Regions from separate parts of the Mus musculus genome. Here all the other regions are linked to region 1. The links are chromatin contacts, called in public Hi-C and HiChIP or PLAC-seq maps. All regions are on one chromosome and are shown on one strand. The core of a region is the stretch at or near the end of the contact, and the rest is flanking DNA. Distances in the headings are between cores, read along the strand shown.

Region 1 (3,487 bases), core at 687-3,186:
CTTTGCTTAACTGCTTTCAGCCATCGCCTTTGCCATTGAGAAGTCTGATTGACATTTGACCCTAGATCTATACTCCTTCTCTTGTCCTGAACTCACCCCTGACTCTGAGGGACTTGTTTCTCTAAGGCAGCACCTGTGGCCCCCTTCTGAGCTCCTCTTCCCATACTAACACAGAAACTTCCTCCAGCAACTTTCTCACGCCAAGCTAACTAGCCAGGGTGGCCAAAATGGCCAGCTCTGGGTTCACTGAGAGACCCTGCCTGAAAATATAAGGTGGAGAAAGCATAATAAAAAAAGATGCCAGGCACCACACACGTATATACACACATATGTACATACACATACCCACTCAAGGAAACACACATGATATGCAAAACAGTTAAATTAAAAAATAAAATACTATAATATTTGATATAACCAATCTACATCTCCCTGTATTTTTCAAATCATCTATAAATAACCTACATTACACTATACAATGTAAATGCCAAATAAACCACCCTTTATACCATACTATTTAGAGCAGAAAAGGAAAAACAGTTTAGCCACGTTTGAATTGGAGTCTCATCGTTGTGTCATCCAGGTTGACCTCCCACTCTTATCTTCCTGACTCTGTCTCTTGGATGCTGGCTTACCTACAGAACACCTAGCTTCTCCAAAGTAGTTTTTATCTGCTGTTGGTTTATATCTGCTGAGTCTGGTTGACTAAGTGTGAAATCCATGGAAGAAGACACAGGGATCCAAGCGAACATGCTTTAGGGAACAAAGTGTGAACCATACACCCTCTCTGTGTGACAACAGAAGCCATAGTGGGTACAGATACTCAGGGTAGTTCTCAAACACAAACAGCAGTCATTTCCTGTAACCACATTCACATTACTGGGCCCCAGCACGGCTCACAGGACCTTAACACAAATGTTATTTGATAGTCGGACCCTCCACACACAAACCACACGAGGAAGTGGGCAGCCTCAGGTACAATGCTCTCACAAGCAGCTGTTTCCCACATACCCTAAAAACGGTGTAAAAGAGCCAAACCTCATCTAGCTTCCTGACAGCACATGAATGCTAGATTTCCATACTTCCGATTCTCAAAATGGATTCAAGGTAAGAAGGAGGAACAGTAAGCCTGGGGCTCTGGGGCTGAGCAAGCAGAAGAACAGGCTCAGGGTCCACCAACAAAACAAAGGAAGGGAGGAAAACCTGAGCTTTCATCTGACACACAAACTTTATCAAAACTTCGCCTATGTCCCACAGACATCAAATCTTGCAGGATTCCACCACCATTGCCACGAGTGTGATAAAACAATAACAAACAAGAGAACAACAAAAACAAACAAAGGACAAAACTGGACAAATCCTGGGGTATTGATCCAAGCTTAAAGGCACTAAGGGTATGGGCAACCCCCTGAGAACAGCCCAACCCCGTCTCTAAGACGCAGGCTCACTCAGCCAATAAGAGGCCACAAGGGTGGCAAAGCCTGCCGCCCTGGACAGACTAGGTCCCTCTTGGTTTTGATACCTCTTCGTACCAATCCCTGCAGGATTCTTATGTCATGCCCATTCCATGCGCCAAGTTAGCTCCTCCCATCCAGGTCCCACAACCCCAGCACCCTACCCCACCATCTTCAGCCAGCTCGTAGCAGAGCTTACCTGGAACCCCAGGTTCAGGCTGTCAGCAAGCAGAATCTAGAGAAGGAAGAGCCTGTGCTCTGGCCTCAAATAGCTGCAGGGCGCAGCGTGGGGAGGTCCCAGAGTCAGGAAGTCCCAGGGGAGGTGTCAGAGGGGCTGTGGGCTGTCCGGGTGAAAAGGAAAAGAAACGGAAAAGCAGGATCGCTGCACTTTGACCATTGCCTGCAGTCGGGTTCAGCAGCTAGCTGCAGACTGGTCTAGTTAAATCAGGAATCCTCGCTAGCACTGTTTGTTTGCTATGACTACCTACTTCAGAAAACCAAGGGATTTAACCAAACCGCTTGGATGAAGCAATTAGAAGGGTGTCCACTAGGGGGCATGCAACGCCCGCCCCCCCCCCCCTCTTCCTCTTCTCTTCTTTCCCCCTCCTCCTCTCTCCCTGTCTTCCTCCCTCTGTGGGAGGGTGTGTTCCACACTACATGAGTGTTATGGCCTCAATGACTAAAATGTGCTAACTCTCAATGGGAATAAATGAGACAGCATTAAACAGAAATGTTGGGAGTTCCTTTCAGGGTTATAACCAGGGTCCAAGTTTTTGCCGAGTATGCACAGAAAACCACAGAAGCCTCCCTTGTAATTACTGTGTCCAAGACTCCACTACTGTCCCAGCCCTCAGGTACTGACATTTTATATAAATGGCAGAAAAACTCTAACATCTCACATCTCTCCTATCGAGCAAAAAGACCCGGTGGAGAGAATGCTGGCCAGGTTTAAGAGACTGGTCAGCTCTGGAGACCTCAGATTCTTTTCTGCCTTCTTCACTCTCACACCAGGACAAGGATCCCCAACATTGACCTTTCTGACATTTGAGTTAGGTGTGTCTCGGCTGTGTCTAAGCTGTAGCACCTTATAGAATGTTCAGCACCACACTGGCCTTTCTAGGTGTCATAACAGACCAGGCCACCACACCAGCTGTGAGATGTGACTCTTGACATACAGAAACACAAAGGAATGCTTCATTTAGCCTCTGCATTCTTTCCAGTGCAGCTTTATTGCTCTGGCTTATCCTTCTGGCCCACCCTTTTTCAAACTACAGGGCACATAGCCTCTGTACCTGTGCACATTAGGGTTCTTCTGTATAACTAACTTCCGGTTTATCATCAACAGGGAGCATTATTTCGGTTCTCTACCACAGATCTACAAGTCGTTACTTTAAAATGTTTGGGTGACCTCTCTAAAAAGATTGCACAGAATTCTCTCTTATCTCCTTTTCTGGCTTCTCTGAATTCCTTTGTGTGTATCTTGATAGATGTTTTGACTTTAAACCATTTCAAGGGTTGTCATAACTAGCATACAGCTAAGCTCCCGTCCATGTTAATTCACACAGAGTCATCCAGCTGGGGTATCAGTGTGTGCATTCCAATTAAATGAGTCCTGAGATGGAAAAATACCCTGGAGTGAATCCAGATTCTTAAAAGGATAAATACACGGAACGTTTGGTTAGTTGTGGAATCCATCCTCATAAGGACGGTACCTGATGGCGATTCTCTGCAGAGTCCAATTCCAGCCAGTCTTCTGGGTCTTTTGCCAAACTTATGTATGTACGTCCTGAGAAAAATCCATATTTTTGTTGTCTTGTTTTGAAATAAAGTCTCACTATATAGCCTATACAGGCCTCAAACTCTGACTTTCTGCCTCCACTGTTGATAGTCACGAGCCCTCATGCACACATGTAAAATCCGGCTTTTACAAGAATTCTTCTGCTAGCCAACCCAAACTCTTCCTCTTCTATACCTGATCAGTCTTGATATCTGACCACCAGCAACCATGTCACCCAGACAGCATCTGATCACCC
Region 2 (3,487 bases), core at 290-2,789, 970 kb before region 1:
CGATAGACAGAGAGGGAATAGAACTTGATGTTTCAAAGGGACCCAGATATCCTAACCAGAACTAAGTATATCTCCAACAGGAGCCAGAGAGGAAGCAGGACCAATTTCTTCCTGTCCCTAGGAGAGCTCTGAAATATCTTATATCTATTTTCCTTCTCTTGTGCTAAAGCGTCCTGGACAGGGGACAACTCCATTTCTGAAACCTATTCTCTTTTTCTCTCTCTCGTGTTCAAGGCCTCACTCTTTATCTCCTTCTGGGAATTCTGCCAAAGAGAGAAGAGGCACAGTGGTAGCTACCGATAGTTGTTCTCCAGCGCCCTGCTTTTCTAACTTTCCCAATTTCTCTTCAACGTGACTAATTCTTTTACTTATATATTTACCATTCCTATTTCTGGGAATTAAGGACAACATAAATGTACTTGAGCTAAGAATTTTTCTAACATCTGTTTTGGTTGTTGTTGTTTTTTGTTTTTTACTCTTTTTATTTTATTTTAAATCCTACTCCTTTCACCTGGAGCAGCTCCTGGCTGTGGACAAATGCCTATTTAGAATTCCCTCGCCCCATTATGCAGCCACACCTTAGGCGAAGCCCATGTCGGGCCAACACTTCTTCAGCCTAGCCTGTATCCTCCTGAAAGCACTTTTTTACAGCAGCAGTTTCAAAAAATAAAATTTATGGCTAGCACTAGCATTAATGCTGCATGTTGCTTACAGTGCTTCATGGATACTTTCACTTTTCTTCTGTTTTCTGTGGCGCTCCACCCAAGACAGCACTTCTCAGTAGTCCCCCCTTCACCCCCACCCCAGTTTTCAAGTCCATCTGTAGCCATCTAGCAGCCATGGTTGAACTGGGTTTACCTGAAACGGGGGCTAGAAATAAGGTAAAGGGGTGAGAGAAGGATGAAGCTAAGACAAAGGTTCTGATCAAGGCTCAAAGTTTGATAATAAGCTTTGTGTTTATAAAGGAAAAAAAAAACCCACAAAATCCATCCACTTCTTCAGCTTGAGTATGTTGTAGCAGCAAGGTCAGCGCAAAAACCTTAAAGTTCCCATGGGTACCTGCAATTGCAGCCAAGACAGATGTCTGTGTCCAGGTTGATAAGGTCTGTTTAGCCTGCTGAAGGCTGGGAATACTGCTCATCCTTTTCATGGCTGGGAAAGGCTTACCCAAAGCTGAGAAGGCTACACTGGGACACAGGCACTGACCACCTTTCTTTATTTTTCTGTGCCTGCTGAATAAGATCTCTACCTCCAGCCCCAGTAGTTAAAAGTCTTTTCTTCCTTTCTCACTTTAAACTTATGATCTGCTTTGTCACAAGTATGTCCATCCACTAAGTGCTGGCACACTTCTGGCATCGCTAAGTGGAGGTAGCCAAAGCATCCAGAAAGTACCAGAAAGATCAGCTGCCCAATCTGAGGCAAAGTGGCCAAGAGCCAGAGGATAGGCTAGATTGTGGGTCCGCAGGCACTCACCTGGCCTTACTTACTCTCTTCCTTTTCCTACTCGGGAGCGGCCGCACCCTGGCCTTCAGACTCCTCCCGACTCTCCGCCCCCCATAAGTATTTAAGGCCTCGGGCGCGGTTGGGGCCTCCTCATCTCTTCTCTGCTTGCTACCAGTCCGGAAATCGAGAATCTAGGAGAATCTAGGGTATGCTCTTCGGTGGGCTGAGGCGGGGGTGGGGTGGCGGGGTGGGGGTGGGGAGCTGGGGACGCAGGCGGGTGTGGCGCGCGGCGAGAGCCCTGTGGACCTGACTCGGGTTCCCTCTGCTGCACAGCGGCTTCAGCGGGCCGTGACGCAGCCAAGTGAGTCGCCTTGTGATCCCAGCCATCTGGTGACATCGCCGCCCTCCCAGATCTGCCAGAGTCCTTGGAGGCGACGGCTAGCGAGGGATGGGGGCTGCGCGGAGCCGGCCTGGCTGCTGCGCGGGGCCCCGGGGCTACAGGTGATCACGTATGTCCTTCGATCCGGAGTGAACCTGGAGACTCCAGAGACGCAGGCTGGTGACGCACTAGGACGGGCGTTGGGATCTGGGAGGTGGGGGAGAGAGACCAAGGGCTGGGTGCTCAGACCCTTTCCTGTCCAGTGTGCCTGAATCTCCCAGGGGCGCTGCCCAGGCTGTGCTGGGAAGTTTGTGACAAATCTTAAGCACCCCGGAGGCCCACAAACATAAATACTTGTGAGAAACAATTCCAGATCTTTGGGTTTTGTTTGTTTGTTTGTTTGTTTGTTTTCCCTCCTACTAAACTCACAAATTTGATATCTGTCAGGTTAGGAGAAAATCATGGGCAAAGTTTTTGACAGTTTCTGTGCCAGAAGCACTTGGCATGTGAACTTGTTTTTTCCTCCCTCCTCTTTTTGATGGACCCAGAGCCTTGTAATGCTGAGCAAGTTCTTTCCTACTGAGATACATGCCTGGTCTTCCTCCTTTCCTCCCGTTAGGTTAGGTCTTTTCTCCACATTAGGATCAGAAATATGGACAGCTAGTATTCATATGGTGTCAGAAACACTGAGTGAGGGAAAACTGGGCGAGGTTTGGCACTTATTTTTCTGACTGCTTGGGAGGCAATTGATTGTAATAGGTCTTTTCCAGAGGCTGCTCATTTCCTTCCTCCAGTGGCTTAGGAGTTGGGTGTTGGATCTAATATATCAAGTAACCTTGGGTAAAAGTATGTGTGATCAGGGACTGTGGCGCTGGGGCTTGTGGGATGATTGCTGTTATCCGTTTACATGGGGTGTGTCCTAGTGTTTCAAGGCTGCTCTGAGTAATTGTATCCGATATGGCTTGTGTCATCACGCAGAAAGGGTGTGTTTGGGGCACTCTTGGCTCCATATACCAAGTTTATTTGGCTTCCTATACCTGCATGTCTCCCCATACCATCTCATACATGGATTTTACTTTTAGTCAACATGAAGCAGAAATCAAAATCTGATAGAAAACATTGAAGGAGAACTGAGATGTGTTGCTGTATACCTGTAATCCCAGGACCCAGGAGGCTGACGCAGAGAAATGAGAGTTTGAGCCCAATCTGGACTGCATAGACTCTTTCCCCTTTCTTGTTTTCTAAACAGCATGCTAATAGGGATCATTTATCTAGCTTTTACATTGTGCTGGGTATTTACACATCTCTAAACCATTTAAAGTTCACAGGGGCACTTATATTGGTTAGATCAAATATTAAGTTATTTTACATAAGTTAACTGAACACTTGAAGATTTGGCATCTTCAGATATCAACTGATATTCTTCAGATACCCAGAAATGACTGGGTACTTAAAGTTCCATTAGTCCGTTTTTAGTTCAAAGCATCTTTAAATTAGTTTAGTGAGTCAACAGTTGTACCTCCCACCATCATCCCCTTCTCTATCCAAAAGAGCCTTCAAGCATGTGCTGTAGGGTCACATGGAATACCAACTCTCTGCTTTCTGGACATGGGATTAAGCCACACAGTCAGTCTTTGCAGACCTTTCAGCTGTGTGTTGTCATTG
Region 3 (3,487 bases), core at 604-3,103, 860 kb before region 1:
TGGAAACTAATGTTAGGTACCAGACTGTTAGTTTGCCGAGTTCAAACTTAGGCTAGGTTCTCTAAAATGGAGCCTGAATTTAAAAGATTTAGCATCTCCCTCCCCACTTTCTCTTGTGACTAGAAGTCCCAACCATGGGACTTCCTGAAGCTTTATTAAAACAGTAACAGGGCTATATCTTTGTGGTGTCCTTGGAGCATGGGTAGGGGCCTATCAATGGGAGACAGGAAGGAGTCTTGAGGCTGAATTCTCCTCCTGCTGGCCAAGATCTTCTTCAACTGTAAATGGATGTGTGCCAGACCTACACTATAACTCTGTAGTACAGGGACCCTTTGAGCAAATCAATAGTGACCCCTGGCAGTGTCACTTGACTACAACCCAATCTCTGGGCTAAAGTTGATGGAGCTCTGGAGGTGATCCTGTTTTATGGAAAGCACAAAGTTTAAGCCAAACACATTTGTGTACCCATTGGACAACCTTGAGATCATATGACTTCTGTCAGTAGGTAAGTCAAACATAACTTTAAAGGGGTGAATCCCATCTGATATGGGGAATTTTGTTCTCTATAAAGGATGAAGGGGAAAATAGTCACCATCAGTCTCTAAGGTCAATTTATTTGAAATCTCTTTTAGGGTTTATCTTTTCTACCTATCCTGAACTCTGGGGTCTATGTGCACAATGAAGTTTCTAATCAATCTCTAAAATATTATCTAATCTCTAACTTACCTTGCACACAAATGTAGGTCCATTGTCTGGGCCTATATGCTTAGAAAACTATATCTTGGAAGATTTTTTTTAGTAGTTCCTTTGTTACTGTCTCCACAGTCTTATGCTTAGTTGGGAAAGTCTCAGTCTATCTTGAAAAGGTATCTTTAATATTAGCAAATATTTGTATCTGAATTTTCCTGGTTTTACCTCCATTAAGTCCATTTCCTGAGAGACTCTTGGCTTGGTACTCCTCCTGTATTGAGTACCAGGGTTCTTCTCACTAGCAACTGTATTGGTCAATTGACAAGCCTTATAGTTTTTAATAATTTTAGCTGTTCAAATTGGCATATATAATTCTGATGTGGGACTGGCAGACTAAGTCCTGCATTTTCTAGTATCACATGTATGAAGAACAATGGATCTTTTAAAGTATGTGTATATCCATTTTCTCTAGTATAATCAGTTTGTAGTCAGCTGTACTCCATCATCTCTTATGATACAAAGAGGTGGGCAGGCTTTTGACCTTGATCATGTCTTCTGTCTGGTCAGAGTATGGAATCTCCTGGGTCTAGGGCAATCAAGGATGTGAGGGGCCCAATTTTTCAGGGCACTCATTGGGCTGTCTTGTTGCCTTCTGGGATGGAGTTTAGTTCTTCCTTCTGCTGTCAGAAGGTCCCTCTCCTTATAAATAGCCTAAGGAATATGAGTGGTAGCAAAGGCACACTGGCTATGTGTGTCTCTTGCCTTTTCTCAGCTCCAGTGCCTTGGTCAGAGCTGCCAGTTCATCTTTCTGGGCTAACATTCCTGCCAGGAGTGGCTCTGCCCATATGATCTTGGTGTCTGAGACCACTGCTGCCCAGCATAACTCTGTTCATCCTGATTGAGGCTTTTGCCATTGGTAAACCATTTTACCTCTACATTCACCTTGTACTCAATATAGGAGTACCAAGCCAAGAGCAATTATGCAGAAGCCCATCACTCATGCTCAGGGTCAGGCAGCAGGGCAGCTGAAAAGTTATACTGCAGACATTCAAGAAGAGAGGCTGGTAATGAGTCATCATGGCATAATATTTAACCAGGAGGCCATTGCTGCACTGATGTGTAAACAGGGTGGGGGCCAGCTTCTGCCAATTGGTGACACATTGGCCATTAACTGATGCCAGAACCCTGAGTCTGAGTAGGCATCCCCCAGGCCTAGGGTGGTCACCTGTAGTTGACACAATAGGACCTTCTTAGCAGAGGCTCAATAGCCCAAAATTTTCATGGTATCTAAGAGGTCCTGTGATTTTGTTTTGTTTCTGTTGCCACTAGGAAGTCATTTATAAATGGATGAAGAGACTCTATCTTCAGGTTTTAGCAAGACAGAATGTTGAAGTTATTAATTATCAATAGAAACGCTAGTGGGGTTTCCTTTTACTTTTAGGGATTCACTGTGCTTGGGGAGGGGATACTTTTGATCTTTAAGGCCACCCTTACCTCCTTCTTTTGAAGCTATCTGTTTTAGGCATCTCTTACAGTCTTTTGGTTTGTCTGCCAACAGGATCTTTGCCAGGTCTGGAGTCTGTTGCTTCTGTCCTCTCATCTGCTTCTCCTCTGTAGTCTTTCTTCCATTAAATATTCTCTCTTCTATTATCATTAAATCCCTCAGACTTTTTCTTTAACTTCTTAATCCTCTGGAGCTTTTTCTTAATATCTGGTGCCACCTAATTAACAAAAGCTAGAACAATTTCTGCCTTTGTTTCTAATAATTTAAAGTTCATTGTGGTGTATTGTCGAAATGTCTCCATGACTTTCTCTAAAAGGGCTTTTACTGTCTAATATCATATACTATGGCCAAATTTGTGGGCCATCTTGTGGCTGCCTTGAGACCTGCCAACACAGTCTGATGACTTACCAAGAGCCTCTTTTTACCTTTAAAATCTTTACGGGGTTAAAACCTCTTTTTACCTTTAATGGTGTTAAAAAAAATCTCAATCTGGGCGAGTCAAGGGAAAGCAAGCATATTGGGAGAGGATTCCCTGTGGGACAAGGAACCAGCTTCTTGGCCTCTTCTGTGGTGAAGGGAACCTGTAGAATACAGTAGAGGTAACCTGTCTCATGTTAATATGTCTGTCTAAGTAAAAGTCACTTCTTTAAAGTCAACTTGTCAAAATCACCTGTAAAAGTCATTTTGTTAAAGCAATAAGCCCATCAAAGTCAAAATTACTTCATCAAAATAACCTCATCATCATCATTATGTAACGAGAAACACAAACATAATAAATAAAACCACAAATAAAACCTTTTTTTTTTTTTTGTCTATTGAGCAGAAACAAGAAATGATCAGAAAATGGTGCTCACATAAAAAGAACTCTTTATGCCACTGAAAACACAAATCTAACTTGCTCTCTCTATCAGGCAGAAATGAGAAATAATCAGAAAATGGTGCACACCCACAAGAAAAGGATCAGATTGGTGGGTGTCTCTTGACTCCCCCCAAGCCCACACCCACCCCAGACTGAGATTCAGGATGTCTCCTGACCCTGAGATAACCACAGCTCACAGATACGTCTATCCTAACTTCAACAAGCCAAAGAAACACATTCGAAGCCTTGAACTACAAAGGATGTGACATCGTTTAGAATCTGTGAACAGAAAAAAGGCACAACCAGAAGCAAAATTCAACCAAAAACAGAAAAAAATACAACCTGTAGTAACAAGAACAAACCAGAAGGTGGCACGCACAGACACATGAAAACTCTCAGTACAAATGTTTACTCAGACCTGGAAAAATCACCAT
Region 4 (3,487 bases), core at 571-3,070, 600 kb before region 1:
TAGGCAACGTTCCAAGCTTCTGACCTTCAGGCTAAACTCCTCTCCAGTTACCTAGCAACAGTAAAGACCATAAAAGGGCTGTTCAGCACCACCTCACTCTCTTACTTCTCACTTTCTTACTTCTTACCCCTCACAATCACCCCCTTTCTCCTCTCTCTTTTGCTACACCCACTCCAAAGAACTCTGCTTGACAAGCAAAAAGGCCTGAAGGCAGTCATGAGGCAAACAGTTTCAAGGAAACTATGCCTCCTAGAACCTTGGCATTCCAATAGCCTGTATACACAAACCCTGTCCCCTTGTTAGTCTGGTGTATGGATACACATGCTCTCTTTCAGTATTGTTTTATTATAAGTGCCTTTAAGGATTGATTCTTGACATATAGCTAAGCCTCCACTAGTGTTCCAATGGTTCCTAGAAAATCCTTGAAGTCAAAGGTGAGCTTGAGGAGCAGTAAGAATGTTACCTATTCAGTAACATTCGAATTCACTTCTAGTAGAAACCCTGAAAATAATCAAGCATTACAAAGAACAGATCTAGAAAAGCTCAGGGCTAATCTGCATAGTGATTACTTAGGACAATAGCTGAGTTGCACCCAAACACAGGAATACACAATGTCCTAGCAAATAGGTGGTTTGTCCATGAAAGATTTAGTGGAAGGGCATTCCCCTGGTACAGGTTTCTTCACTAGGCCCAGTGGAATAGCATAATCAGGAATTTACTAAAGAACCCCTGATGGTGGGTTTAACAATAGACTAGCATTGCATCAGAGCATTCACCTGGCACCATTTTAAGTGGTAAATGTGGCCTGGTTCCCTCCATCTTTTGATGTATGCATTCCTTTTGTTTTGTGTCACTGTAACTTGGCAGATGTGTTCTCCTGGTTGTTTGTTTGTTTGTTTGTTTGTTTGTTTGTTTTTCTTCTGTATAAAAAAGCCTGGTGTTCGTTTGGACATTACATTCAGACCCAACACATTCTCTCCTGTCTGCCTCTGTCTGTACCCCATTCTCACCGACTCTATGCCCATCTGTCCAAGACACTGATTCCCATGGATTGAGGGGGGCTGACTGAGCCCGGTCCATGACACTCTTTGTCTTCTCTCCTCTCTCCTCTCTCTTTGTCCTCTCCTCCCTCCCTCTTACTCTCTTTCTCTCTAACCTTCCCCCTCTCTCTTCTACCTTCTCTCTTTCTCCCTGCCTTTCTATAATAAAGCTCTAAAACCATAGAATGTCTCTGCTCATCAAGACCCACTGAGCTTGGAGGATGAGATAGGCTTTCTCCTAATGAGCCGTTTCTAATCTCTTGATGGAAGGCCTTCCTGTGCTCCAGTCAAGATCCGCTGCACTCACTCTTGCTGGTGTTGGGAACCTTACTTCCCTCATTCCTCTTTCCCATAACCCCAGTGGCTTTAGCTAGGGCTCCCAGTAGGGCTGCCCTTTTGCCACCCCGAAGAGTGGGTCAGAGGCTTAAATGCTCACCCGGGGATGAGTGGTAAGTGTATAGCAGCCCTTCCATGCCTGACTGATGAGAGAATAGGTAAAACTCTGACGGGGTCCTTCCCCCTCTTCCCCAGGGCCCCCTATTTTAGTTCCCAGCACATACTTATCAAAATAAATTAGACCTTGTGGCTACAGATGGCCTGCTTGTCTGTGCATAGTAGCTGTTGTGATGTTACTGGTCAAGAACACAGATAAATTGACTCTAGGACAGAATTTGGTAATTCTGTGAGAATTCTAGAGAGCATGGTTCACTAGCCCCCTGACTGATGACTGACTAACGCTCACATGACTCATTACCAGACTCTATTGCTTAACTCTGAAAGAGTCACTTCTCCCTGACCCTCGCATGTCTAAATTCAGTTACCATGCTCACAGAACGAGACATAGAGTCTCCTGTACATGACTGTCAGCAAATTCTTGCTGAGGCACATAGGTGACATGAAGATCTACAGACAAGCCACTAGAGGGCACAGATGTTACCTGGTTAACAGATGTGAACAGCTATCTAGAAAAAGAAATGAGACATGCTGGAGCAGTTGTGGTAGACAGACACCAAGTTATCTGGACAAAGGTCCTGCTAGAGGACACATTAGCCCAAAAGGCAAAACTGATCGTCCACACTAAGGTCCTGGAAATAAGAAAAGAAAAAAGACTCAATGTCTACATGGATAGCAAGTATGCTTTGGCCACAGCCCATGTCCATAGGGCCATATATCAACAGAGGGGTCTACTGAGAACTGGAGGAAAAGAAATTAAGAACAATGAGAAAATACCAGCTCTCCTGAGGGACCTCCATGACCCTGCCAAGGTAAACATCATCCACTGTCCTAGTCACCATTAGACAGATACCATGAAAGCAAGGGACGACAACATGGCAGACCAAGAATTGTTGCAGCCATGACCCTGCTGGTGCTCCTGGCAACAGAGCCCAAGTTTGCCTATACAGCAGAGGATTTAACCCTCATTTCCAAAGATTATAGTTACCAGTTCAACAAAAATAAGAGACTGTGGTATACCTCCAGGGGAAAGAAAATTCTGCCATAAAGACAAGCAGAGTCTATGCTCAAAAAGATGCACTTAGGGATAAGCAAGCTCATCCAGACATTCTCCAAGACTAAGTACCATGTATGAGGTTTAAAACACCTTGTGGAGCAGGTGTTGCACAAGTGTGTGCCCTGCTAAAATGTCAATGTCTGCCACATTACAGTGGATCCAGGGAAAAGGTACCGGGGAGACAAACCTGGCATCTATGGCAAGTAGACTTTACCAACGAAAATATGGGTATAAATACCTTCTTGCCTTTGTGAATATGATCTCGAGATGCATAGAAGCTTTTCACTGTAAAAATGAGACTGCTCAGATAGTCGTCAAGAAAATTATTGAAAAAAATTTCCAAGTTTCAGAATGCCAAAAGCAATAGGGTCAGATAATGGCCTTGCCTTTGTTGCCCAAGTAAGTCAGGGGGTGGTCAAGTATTACAGGTCAAATGGGAATTACATTGTATGTACAGACCTCAGAATTCAGGTCAGGTAGAAAGGATGAATAGAACCCTAAAAGAGACCTTGACAAATTAACCATGGAGACTGGCACAGACTGGGTGGTGTTCCTCCCCCCTGCCCTATTTAGAACCAGAAATATTTCCTCTCAATTCAGTCTTACTCCTTTTGAGATCCTTTATGAAGCTCCCACACCCCTCACTGTCTTGATTGAACCCACATGTTGTTATAATAATGATCTGTATGCTAAGTTAAAAGGCTTACATGTAGTAAAGAAGAAAGTCTGGTCACAACTGGCTACAGCGAATGAGCCTGGTACCTCAAAAACATCTCACCAGTTCCAGCTCAGGGATCCAATCTATGTGCACCTGCATCATGCCCAGACCCTTGAGCATTGCTGGAAGGATCCCTGCCTAGTGCAGTTTACTACCCCATCTTATCCTGTTTCTGTTCTTAATCTTTGGCCCATGCATCCTTAATTTATTAAATACAAT

Evidence for each region. Hi-C and Micro-C count contacts between places; a contact is called where the count stands out from the background. HiChIP or PLAC-seq counts read pairs in DNA pulled down with a chosen protein or histone mark.
Region 2: a contact with region 1 is called in a Hi-C map of embryonic fibroblasts, with 13 times the contacts expected there. The contact joins the promoter of 1110046J04Rik here to the promoter of Serpinb6b in region 1. A contact is called at or near these places in 12 of 39 promoter capture datasets (the 3T3-L1 cell line, cranial neural crest, embryonic stem cells and 8 more), 1 of 484 Hi-C or Micro-C datasets (embryonic fibroblasts), 5 of 115 datasets of contacts at active chromatin or transcription factors (the 230-238 cell line, forebrain, large pre-B cells and 1 more) and 1 of 9 other capture datasets (macrophages).
Region 3: a contact with region 1 is called in a FOXA1 HiChIP or PLAC-seq map of pancreatic cancer cells. The contact joins the enhancer-like site here to the promoter of Serpinb6b in region 1. A contact is called at or near these places in 7 of 39 promoter capture datasets (the 3T3-L1 cell line, cranial neural crest, embryonic stem cells and 2 more), 2 of 115 datasets of contacts at active chromatin or transcription factors (large pre-B cells and pancreatic cancer cells) and 1 of 9 other capture datasets (embryonic stem cells).
Region 4: a contact with region 1 is called in an H3K4me3 HiChIP or PLAC-seq map of the 230-238 cell line, with 16 read pairs. The contact joins the enhancer-like site here to the promoter of Serpinb6b in region 1. A contact is called at or near these places in 3 of 39 promoter capture datasets (the 3T3-L1 cell line, hippocampal neurons and stem cell-derived epiblast-like cells), 2 of 15 datasets of contacts at CTCF or cohesin (large pre-B cells and pro-B cells), 1 of 484 Hi-C or Micro-C datasets (the Ba/F3 cell line), 4 of 115 datasets of contacts at active chromatin or transcription factors (the 230-238 cell line, large pre-B cells, pancreatic cancer cells and 1 more) and 1 of 9 other capture datasets (embryonic stem cells).

What each region holds. Positions count from the first base shown.
Region 1 is chr13:32,963,710-32,967,196 of GRCm38.p6, reverse strand. It overlaps Serpinb6b (serine (or cysteine) peptidase inhibitor, clade B, member 6b), which reads right to left and starts at 1,936. Exons shown (of 7, transcript NM_011454.2): 1 at 1,654-1,936.
Region 2 is chr13:33,934,084-33,937,570 of GRCm38.p6, reverse strand. 1110046J04Rik (RIKEN cDNA 1110046J04 gene) reads right to left here and starts at 1,539. Exons shown (of 5, transcript NR_040707.1): 1 at 1,474-1,539. Serpinb6a (serine (or cysteine) peptidase inhibitor, clade B, member 6a) reads left to right here and starts at 1,488. Exons shown (of 7, transcript NM_009254.3): 1 at 1,488-1,649.
Region 3 is chr13:33,821,902-33,825,388 of GRCm38.p6, reverse strand. No RefSeq gene overlaps it. Among named protein-coding and RNA genes, the nearest start is that of Serpinb6e, 20 kb to the left of the region's middle. Within about 2 kb of position 1,853, at least 7 of the 459 cell types and tissues checked have an H3K27ac peak or open chromatin away from gene starts, as enhancers often do. A contact at or near this core is called in pancreatic cancer cells, where this site is marked.
Region 4 is chr13:33,560,219-33,563,705 of GRCm38.p6, reverse strand. Gm6093 (predicted gene 6093) reads left to right here. Exons shown (of 3, transcript NR_131141.1): 3 at 1-1,220. Among named protein-coding and RNA genes, the nearest start is that of Gm6093, 7.4 kb to the left of the region's middle. Within about 2 kb of position 1,820, at least 34 of the 459 cell types and tissues checked have an H3K27ac peak or open chromatin away from gene starts, as enhancers often do. A contact at or near this core is called in the 230-238 cell line, the Ba/F3 cell line and pancreatic cancer cells, where this site is marked.